Linked DNA regions of Mus musculus: region 2 is linked to region 1. A link is a contact called in public HiChIP or PLAC-seq data. All regions are on one chromosome and are shown on one strand. Each heading gives the region's core, a stretch centred on a gene start, on an enhancer-like site or on the middle of the called end of the contact. The rest is flanking DNA. Distances are from core to core; before and after follow the strand shown.

What was found. HiChIP or PLAC-seq counts read pairs in DNA pulled down with a chosen protein or histone mark.
Region 2: an H3K27ac HiChIP or PLAC-seq map of stem cell-derived neural progenitor cells shows a contact between it and region 1. The contact joins two enhancer-like sites. A contact is called at or near these places in 2 of 484 Hi-C or Micro-C datasets (double positive thymocytes and nephron progenitors), 5 of 115 datasets of contacts at active chromatin or transcription factors (embryonic stem cells, neural progenitor cells and stem cell-derived neural progenitor cells) and 1 of 9 other capture datasets (embryonic stem cells).

The regions. Positions count from the first base shown.
Region 1 is chr3:50,691,765-50,697,182 of GRCm38.p6, forward strand. No RefSeq gene overlaps it. Among named protein-coding and RNA genes, the nearest start is that of Gm40043, 17 kb to the right of the region's middle. Within about 2 kb of position 3,012, at least 36 of the 459 cell types and tissues checked have an H3K27ac peak or open chromatin away from gene starts, as enhancers often do. A contact at or near this core is called in neural progenitor cells and stem cell-derived neural progenitor cells, where this site is marked.
Region 2 is chr3:50,879,268-50,884,685 of GRCm38.p6, forward strand. Gm37548 (a long non-coding RNA gene) reads right to left here. Exons shown (of 2, transcript XR_003954473.1): 2 at 3,970-5,418. Among named protein-coding and RNA genes, the nearest start is that of Gm37548, 6.9 kb to the right of the region's middle. Within about 2 kb of position 3,309, at least 48 of the 459 cell types and tissues checked have an H3K27ac peak or open chromatin away from gene starts, as enhancers often do. A contact at or near this core is called in neural progenitor cells and stem cell-derived neural progenitor cells, where this site is marked.

The DNA.
Region 1 (5,418 bases), core at 1,762-4,261:
ACAAAACTATCACAATTAACTTCCTTCATTAAAGGTATTTGCCTATCAAAACATAAATATGAAGCAGTTTCTAAAAATACGTTCATTATTATGTCTCCTTGGTGGAAGTTTTGGTGGAAAAGTGAACAAGTTTTTTTTTACAGAGCTGGGTAATCTGGCAACAGGACACATTCCATCTCTTTTAGGATCACAACACAGCCTACAAAATTGTTCCTATTTGTCTCACTTCTCGGAGGAGGAATACTCAGATAAGTAAGCCAGCATAGCAGGATGGCAAGAGGCAAAGCCCAGATTCAAACCCAGGGTTATCTGGTCCTAAACCCCCCACTCTTCTTGCAGAGACAAAGGTCCCCAGGCCAGAATAGGCAATCATTTCTCCTTCTGGTGCCAGGTCTGCAGTGGCTGTCCTGATGGCTGAATGAAGAATAATTTCTCCCCACACCAATGCTCAGTAGGAAGAAGGGCCACGATCCATGATCCACTTCTGTCACAGCAGTCAGGGGCAGCAGTGGCTGTGTGGGACAGGGCAGTTGTCATCACAATAATGGGACAGATCCAAAAAGATCTTGACAACTTCCCAGTTACATTCAGCAATTGCCCTAAGTATCAATAAATAAATTTCAACTCTCAAGCCCTAAGAAGCCAGAATTTAAAATTACTTTTGAAAAATACAGTAAATAATTAAAAGACAGTGATATGTATTGTACCCAAAGTTTACCACAACTGCTGACTCAGCATGTCACCCTGGTTCTGCAAGTTGAAAGAAAGCTGTTTCAAACTACTTTTCTTGTACCCAGAGAGAGAAAAGGAATTCTAGGAAATATGAGTGTGGAAGGCTTATGGTATACCGTCCAACTCCTCTTGCTTACATCTCTATATTAGAACTATGGGTTAAATTATAAAACCAAGATTTAATTCAATCCTATCTGTCAATTGCAAGAACCCAACCCCCATTGTATATGACGAATAGTAACTCCAGGACCAATTTGGCTTTTCCAAAGTAGCCATTAAGGGCAGTCATTCGGCTTCTCATTCTCTTTCCTCTCCCTCGGAGATCTGGAGATACATTTAAGTACTCATGCCTGCTCCACAGTGCCATGCATCACACGAACCAACAACTTCAGCTCTGCTTCTAACAGCCCAGATACAATATCTGCTTATCTTAGCAAATGTATCAACAGTGGGCAAGTGGACAGAGGTTTCTCCAGGCACAGAGTAAGTCCTTCCACAATCCTTTGGAACAGCACAAAAATCTGGTATTTTTCTGTCTAGGTTAATATGGGGCCCAGAACCACTACCATACATCCCATCTAGCCTTTAGAGTAAGAAAGAGGCAAGAGAAATCCCACTCTGGGGAAGGGATCCAGGACACAGCCATGATGACCATATGATTCCAAACGAGATTTGTTGTAGCTTGTCTTTGGCTACTTTGTGGGTTCTTTTTTTCTTCAACCCCTTTTTCACCCATTCAATGTCCTAACACTAGGTAAGAGAAAAAGAAGGATAGAGGGGGAAGGGGGCAACATTATCCTTAGACTTTTTCCTGCTGATTAGGAAGCATCAAGTTCCATGGGGCAAGTTTGATCTTTGCCATCAAGATATATAATTTCCTCCTCCTTCTCCTTTTCCTCCTCCTCCTTCTCCTCCTCCTCTTCTTCTTTATGCAATACTACTTAACAAATAGTGACCAATGACAACTAATAGCAACCAACAGCAATCAAACACCAACCATCCAACAAACCACCTACCCTCTCCAGGCCCATACTCTCTGAAAAGTCCCCAGAATTCCAAACATCACATAATAGCAGAAACTTTGCTGATGGCCAAATCACATTAGGCAAATCATAGTCAGCTGCTGTGGACAATCTGAAGCAGCCCACTATCCCACACCTGGAGTTAAAACAAAAATATATCCTTATAAATGTCAATACTTTTTAAAGAAACCAAACTTCCAAAATTGTCACTGCAAGTTGATATGTCAACGAACGATATCTTCACTTATTGGCTCTTCCAGAGTCTCTGAGAAGATCGGTCTTTGCACACTGCATCATGTCTCCTGGAAGCTATTTACCTACTAGAAGGGCACTATAGGAGTTAGAAATGTACTTCAAACCCTGGCCCTGCCATTCATTTCCTGTGTGGCCTCTCCATGCCTTGACTGTTTCATGTCACTGGAAGAAATTGTCACATGCCAGCTATTCAAAATCCCTAGAACTGAAGCTGGCATGGAGTTACTGCCATCTCCTGACTGTCCTCAACAGCAGACTTCCAGTGGCCTGATTCACGCATCTGTTTGGGCCATCATCCCAATCTTCAGGCCTGTGGGTGTGACATTGAATTATTCCAAGTCCTGCTGGTCTTTTTCACATCTGGCTATTGATATCAGCCTTTTTCTACCTAACAATCTCAGAGATAATATAGCTATACACTTGTAGCCTAAAGAAACCTAAGCCTAACGCTTAGGAGTTCTTATGATTTTAATCAGTTTTCCTTGATAAGAAACTATTATCTCTCGTTGCTGGGTTAATGAATAAGGAAAATTTTAAACCATAATTTCTACTCCTGTTTAGTTTTGTTTCTTTATAAGCAATCACCTTGCTACAGGAAACATCCCTTCACATCTTGCCCCAGCTGTTTAATTCATTTGGCATTACAATTTTTTTTTTGTCTTTACTAAAAGCTGGTAGAATTTCAAAAGGAGCTTGATGAGGAAAGATTTCAAATATCCTCTCAGTTTTCTTTTCTCCTGGCAAATGAAGTTGCAGAGTCCTAGTGCCATTTAACGTGGCGGTTGGGTGGATGGGACAACTCTTTTAAGATCACACACCTATGGCTGCTTTCCACAGCCCCGCTTCAGTTTGTCTGCCACTTCTCATGCAGAGTCACTGGGAACTGGGCCATGTTCCGTTATCCATTTCAGCTTTGTAAAAAGGAAGTGAGAGATCAGGATCGTTAGATTCTATAAACACTTGAATGCCTGGGAAATGCAAAACCATGCGCCAGGCTGCTGGCTACAAGCAGCAGAGTGGGGAGGAAGGAAATTACATCTTAAACGCCAACGCACTATTCTTACAGAGATGCCTAAAGAGAAGGGAATTCAAGTTGAGCATTTGAATGTTAAAACCAAATAGACAATGAGATGCTCTCCCAGAAAAATAGCTGCCAGATATGTGTTCTCCTGAATGGAAAAGGGAAGAAAAGAGGAGAAACAGAGATAAAAGGCAACATGGGGGAAAGGAGGAGACAGATTGTCTAGGGAGGGTAGTTAAGAATCCTGGAGTTTTACACGAAATGTAATTTTGTTCCATAAAGGGATTTACAATGAGGGAGAGAGGAAAGAGTCGGAGCTCAACTTCACACTCTATGATTCCCTGACATAATATTTCCTCCTCGGATTCCAGCAATTCCAAGTAGTCAATTCAGTGCTATGCAATTCTGAAAATTATCCACAAGGCCAAAATCTATTGCGGGAGCATGCAAACTCCCAGGTCCAAAGCTGGGAACATTATCGTCATTTTTTTCTTTCCTTCAGCTGCTCCACGGCTTTAAGACAAACGAACGGAAAGCCACAGAGCTTTTAAGATGTGGGCTGCATTGTTCTTTTCTCCTGTGGTATAGGTAACCTTTCCCTGCCTGCATGAAGATGCAGAGGTCTATTCCATATACTTTTTTGTTACTTTGCTGCTTGTTGGTGAAACGAATTGCTGCAGAGAAAGCAGCGCCGTAGAGACTGAAGAGCAGGTGACACCGCCTAGCTTCTGCTGTGCGGCTCTGTCACTTTGTGCTAGCAAAGTCCCACACTAGTGCAGGTCACGGATAGAACAATGGCCCACAAAGCCCTTGGACAGGAAGAAAACTGTGAGACGTGGGATTTTAGTGAAAATTCAAAAGCCAACTGGTGCTCTCTGAACCCACTGAATAAGCCCTAAGTTGAAGCCATCAGATTTAACAATTCTCTATAGAAGATTTGGAAGCAAAATCAGGAAGAAATATAATTTCTCTTAAAAAAAAAAAACTTGCACCTTTGCCTCTCTCACACACATTCACACAGCAAAGTAAATGTCATTGTCTATTGAAGGTTGCTGGCAACATTATTGATTATACCATAGCCAATGAACAACTCATGCATTTTTAAACTCTGTAAGTTCTCAGTCCAACTGAGCCCTAAACACAACGGAGAAAGTAAGCAACATCATAAATTGAAGGACAAGGAGTGTTTTAAAATGGGATGGCCTGGGTATGTAACTAAGGGGTGGAGCACTTGCCTAGCATGCAAAAGATCTGGGTTTGATTCTCAGTAGCACGAGACAGAGCGCGTTGAGGAGCGAGTGTATGGAAAGGCACAGCTAACTGAAAGCAAGGATTCCTCATGAGTTCCATGAGACTCCAAGCACATCCTAGGAGCCAGCGGCTGCTCCATGTGGCTTATGAACCACAGATTTTTTTTCATTTTTATAGAACTTCTTCTCTTGTGAGGTAGAAGGATTTAAGTAAGGCTGTTGATTTGCATCAGTGGCTAAGTCTGATGATGTATGCTCAATTCCTAGAACCCACATGTTAGAAGGAGAGAACTGAGTTCTGAAAGTTGTCCTCTAATGTCTGCATACACCATGGCACACATGTGCCCACACAATAGATAAATGCAACAATTCTCTTTTTTTCCATTTTTTATTAGGTATTTAGCTCATTTATATTTCCAATGCTATACCAAAAGTCCCCCATACCCACCCACCTCCACTCCCCTACACACCCACTCCCCCTTTTTGGCCCTGGCTTTCCCCTGTACTGGGGCATACAAAGTTTGCCTGTCCAATGGGCCTCTCTTTCCAGTGATGGCCGATTAGGCCCTTTTGATACATATGCAGCTAGAGTCAAGAGTTCCGGGGTACTGGTTAGTTCATAATGTTGTTCCACCTATAGGGTTGCAGATCCCTTTAGCTCCTTGGGTTCTTTCTCTAGCTCCTCCATTGGGAGCCCTGTGATCCATCCATTAGCTGACTGTGAGCATCCACTTCTGTGTTTGCTAGGCCCCGGCATAGTCTCAGAAGAGATAGCTACATCTGGGTCCTTTCAATAAAATCTTGCTAGGGTATGCAATGGTGTCAGCGTTTGGATGCTGATTATGGGGTGGATCCCTGGATATGGCAGTGTCTACATGGTCCATCCTTTCATCTCAGCTCCAAACTTTGTCTCTGTAACTCCTTCCAGGGGTGTTTTGTTCCCAATTCTAAGGAGGGGCATAGTGTCCACACTTCAGTCTTCATTCTTCTTGAGTTTCATGTGTTTAGCAAATTGTACCTTATATCTTGGGAATCCTAGGTTTGGGGCTAATATCCACTTATCAGTGAGTACATATTGTGTGAGTGCCTTTGTGAATGTGTTACCTCACTCAGGATGATGCCCTCCAGGTCCATCCAT
Region 2 (5,418 bases), core at 2,059-4,558, 190 kb after region 1:
TATCACTGTGGCCACGATACCCACGGACTCAAGCTTGCTCTGTTATCCTGCCTGGGCTACTACACAATCATGTAACAATGAACAACTGTTTCCAAAAGAATAACATGTCTAACTTAAAACCTCCAGAATGACTTCTCTTTATTCTCTTACTCTGAAGGAAGCAATTCTATGAATGCTCTGCAGCTTCCTGGAGCAGCCTCGGTGGATTTGAGCACTGCTTTTCTATTTAAAGCCCCTAAAAATGAAAGATGCCATTATGGAAAGAACTAGCCACCAGCAACAGAAGCATGACACGTCCTGGGTTTCAAAATGAACTTGTAATGGCAGAATTTTCCAACCAAGGGCTATCTACTTAATGATCCCCAACCGGTGTTCAAAATCTCCCCAAGCCAGCAGGACTCTTCTCTCTATTCGAATCGTGTCTTAATCTTTCTTTGGACAAATGTTCTGGAGTTGTGCCCCGCAAGTCCTTCACGGTGCACAACACTATCTCACTCTGGCTTACCTACTTCCTAGTCTGCTGCTACATAAGATAAGCCCTCCCCTTTCAGCAAAGTCTCCCACAAACAGTGAGTGAAAGATGTCAGCCATCATGAAGCTTCCTGGATCCCTCCGGAAATCTTGGGGACCTGAGCGTTTGCTGAGAGTTTGACTTTATTATTAAGATTTTATTTGTGTATATGTGTGTCTGCCTGCCTGTGTCTGACTGTGTGTATCTCGGTCTGTGTGTGTCTATGTCTGTCTGTGTGAGTCACATGTGTGCAGGTGAGGGTAGAGCCCAGAAAAGGTTATCAGTTCCCCTAAAACTGGAGTGACAAGCAGTGGGGAGCAACCTGACATGGGTGCTGGGATCAGAGCCCTAGTCTTACAAGAACAAGAACAACTAGCATTCAGCACTCATAACCACAGAGCCATCCCTCCAGCCTGGCGGTGTGACTTCTAACATCCCAGCTAACACAGAGACACAGCTCAGAACTGTGAACGAATGGTCTTTTCCATTTCGTTTTCTTTATCCCTCTTATCTCCAGATTCTTCATATGGAAACTTGCCAAATTCTTCTCCTTAACCTTCCTCACCATCAATTTCTTACCCACATTCTCCCAGAGGTCCCTGTTTCCAGCATGTTCCTTCTGTACTCTCTCTTTTCTAAGTGAGTGGTCTTAAAAAATTTAAATACTCCATTTTAGAACCTCTCTCACCTTCACCCAGCTGAACCTTATGATCACCTATCTATCTATCAATCTATCTATCATCTACCTATGCATCGTTTACCTATCTATCTATCTATCTATCTATCTATCTATCTATCTATCTATCTATCATCCATCTCTCTGTGGTAGTTGTTTTAACTATCAACTTAGCAGAGTGTGGAGCAGGCTGAAGATGTGGTTATTGCCTGTCCTCTCTTGTGATCTGGAAAGGGCTTAGTCTTGGTCATTACCAATGCCTTACTTAAATTCGGTGCCTCTTCATGTAACCCCCAGTACCTGTCTTTCACATTTCCACGTACAGTCTAAGAAGTCCTCTCGTACCACCTCCTTCCTGGAAACTTCTCCTCCAGATGAGACCCACCTTTATGATTCTCATGACATGTTTATGGCTAAGTCTGGTCCCTCTCCACAGCTAAATTCCAAACATCGTGTAATATTCTTGAACTCGGAGGCATTATCCTCTCTTCTTATGACCCAGAGCTGCCTAGAGTTGATTGGCACTGTGTCAGGACAGACAATAAGGGATTAGGACAGGTGTGATTGTTTGGAGTGGTAGAACGAGAGAAGCCTGGCCTAGGTCCTAGCATTATCTGGATAGACAGATTCACAGCTCTGGGGGGGGGGGGGTTGGGGTAACAATCTGGAACCTTCCACATGATCCTGCGGTGTCATTTCCACATGAACCACAAGTTTAATAAGAGGAAATCACCGAGATTCCAAAATGCCACCCCAAATGACTTCTGCTGTTGCTGTTGTTTTGTTTGCTGGTTGACAATTTTGTTTTGTTTTTTCATGAATTAACCAAGCTTTGTCATGTCTAATATGCAAAACAAAAACAAACAAACAAGCAGAAACCACGCCTCTTGTCTGCTCGCTATAGGAGCTGTCCCATTTCGGTTATAGAAAGGCCACTGCTGCTGCTGCGGGTACACTTGCTGAATCTCTTTCCTCTGTTAAGGAACCATGCCTGGAACACAGGGTATCATATTCTGAACAAGTTCCACGTCCTTCCTGCCTCCAGGAAACCTCACAGTTGGAGCCTTGTCCTCCCTGGTGAGAGGTCATAGAAATGCTCTCCATTAATTATGGATGAAGATTCCCAGTGAGAGGTGAGCCAATAGCCAGACACAGAGACACTGTCCCAGACCCCAACCCTCTAGGGAGCAGAGACACTGAGGGAGACACTTATGACTGTCCTCCATTTTCTACCCAGTCACACACCCCACAGGGGGTGTGAATAAGGGAAAAGAAAGATCAAAGAGCAAAAGCTAACACCACAGGAGAAGGCAGAGAGAGTGGAAACATGGATAAAAGAGAGGGGAGGGCAAAGGAGAATGAAGGAGCTGAGAAGCAGGGGGCAGGCGGGAGGAGACAGAGTAGCAGAGATGGGGACCTTAATGAGGTGGCTGGGCCTCCGGTTCCTTTTCTCTCCTTGATATTTAACCGCCTTCCTAACTGAAGTGGGTGGGGCGGTGCTGGGGTAAGCCAGCTGCTGCCGTGCCACTGCCTCTGGACCGCTGGGTTCTGGTCTTCCTGGACCCTCACTGTGCCCTACACTGAAGTGTGGGAATGCCTCTGAAGTGTGGGGAACTTGAAAGTATCCACTGGTAGACAGCTCAGCTCTTCCAACAAAATCCATTTCCGTCAAATTATCACTAGTGGCAGTGATAGAAAAATTAATGATTTCTTGAAGGGACTATTGTATTTAAATATTTCAAGCCTGTTGGTGTGATGTGTGTCAGCGAGAGAGAAACATATTGACTGGGAGCCACAGCTAATGCTGGCTTTTATAAATATCCTGTCAGATAAATAATGGCTCTCAATGGATCCGGTATGATGTACGGTTCTAAAGCAAGCAGGGTTTTGCCAAGAGGCTCAAAGGAGACTGCCATGACAATGGCATAAGCTGAATAATGGGATTTTTTTTCGTTTATCTTCTGTACCAGAGAAAGAAGCGGTAGAGAGGTTTGCTCGGTGGGCACCAAGGACAGAGTAGATTGATTCTTCAGATTTCACAAAGGATCCAAACTTCTGAGGCTTCTACTGAAAGCCTCCCGCATACCAAACAGCAATCCCTATTTGCATTTGAATCCGTCCATCCAGCAGGCTGGCCAAACCCAGGCACCCCAGGATTACCCTGCTGCCACAGGGAACAGCTCCTCTTGGCTCACAGGAGAAAAATCAAGAGCCTACAAGTGCCAATCGGGATCAATCACTGTCTGAGCAGTGTAGACTATCCAACCTTATATTCTATCATCCCCCTCCCTCCCCTAACTGTCCCTTCATGTCACAGGGAATGGAAACCTGATTAGGAAAAGTGAACGCTCTCAGTTTGCTTCCTATGAAGAAGAACCAGTATTAACTGAAGGGAGGGATGAAGGAGAGGTTTAAATTGCTAAGTAGATACTGTTCTCTGTGGATTCTGTGTGTTCTTCTCCATGGATCCCAATATCCACAGACAGATGAAGACTGTCAATAAACACTGGCATGGCCACGATTCATCCTCAAAACACGTTAGCTGCCAAGAAGTTGCAGAGTTCCAAATTCCCAAGCACCTGATTCAAAAGGAGACAGTTAAATTGGACTCTTCCAACCTACTCCGGTTTAACACTACCTTCTCCTAAGGCAATTAAGACTCTCTGTGCTCAAGCAGATAAACAGAGTTGAAAATTAATTAGAACGTGAAAAAGATGAGGATATGAGGATGAGCTAAGGGGGGAAAAACAAACCATGTTGATCAGCAATAATTCAAAAGAAGTCATCTTAACTGAAGTCAATTTATTAATAGGTTAACGTGACATAGAACTCTCAAAAATACAAGTTCAGGGATAGCAATATAGCTCAGTGATCGAGGTACTACCAGATATGTAAATACCTTGGCCACCAACACTATATATATGTGTGTGTGTATACATATATATGTGTATGTGTTTGTGTGTATATGTGTGTGTGTGTATATACACAAGAGCAGATACACACACACACATGTATGTATAATGTTTAAATCAAACTTGTTCTTATATAACCACTATCCTACCTGTCCTTAGACACATGAGGCCCCTACATGTTCCTGCTAGGACTCCATCTGGGATAAAGTGTAGGGAAAAGAAATTACAACTCATCTGCATGGTTCTTCGGTTTTTGCTTGGATGAGAATGGAGACACATTTTTCCCACCTCCCCAAACACCATGGCTATTTGTTTACACAGTAACTTTAGCTTTGTCACATAACTATAAATAAATATTACTTAATGACAGGGCACATTCTAAGAGACAATTCATCATCCAATGATATTGTTGCAGTATAAGTATTCAGAGGATATTGACACAAACTACACATATTCAAATGGTAGAACCTATGATACACCTGAACTATATGGAATATACAGTCTGCCATTGATCAAACCATCATTTCAGTGCTCCAGTATGTTTATATGTACGCCACTGTCTATAAGTGGACTCTGTTAAAAATCAAGCCTTCCAGAGACACAGAAAGCCACACCATATCTTGTGCCAAGTAGAGTCACACTGGGGACCTGACGACTTGACTTTTCTATCACATAAATGCTTTATCAGGATAAAGCTTGGCTCTCTATCATAGGAAACAATGACAGCCTCCAAAGAAAAACATGATAGATGTGTAACCTCCCTTGGTCTCATATACTTTTTAACTTTCTATTGATTCTTTGTGACTTTCCCATCATGCACTCCGGTCCCACTCATCTCCCTACCCCCTCATATCCACCCTCCACCCTTGCAACCTCCCTCCCAAAGAAAATAAAAGCACACAAGCAAATAAACAAAACAAACATCAGAGAATACATTTTGTTGTGGAAGCTGTTGTGTGTCACAATGTGTCCCACAGGATATCCCGCTGTCCATACATCTTCACTTGCAAATCTTCATTGCAATGAGTCATTGATCTGGTTCGAGATTGCTGGCTTCTGTAACACCTTCAGTACTGGATCCTCACTGGAACTCTTCCTGGTTATCCTATTGTTGCCCTGTGTCTCAGAGATCCTGCAGCTTTGGATCAGCCGGGCACACCCTATCATGTGTTCCAACAGTTCACAGATGATGTAGATCTTGGAGTGGGCTGACTCAAAGCTCTGGGTCTGGGCCTGTGTGGTACCTGAGCTGATCTGCCTCCTGGCTCTCCCGCATCTGTAGCATTAGGGCTAGCACTCCTGCCCTGTTCTGGTGGCCA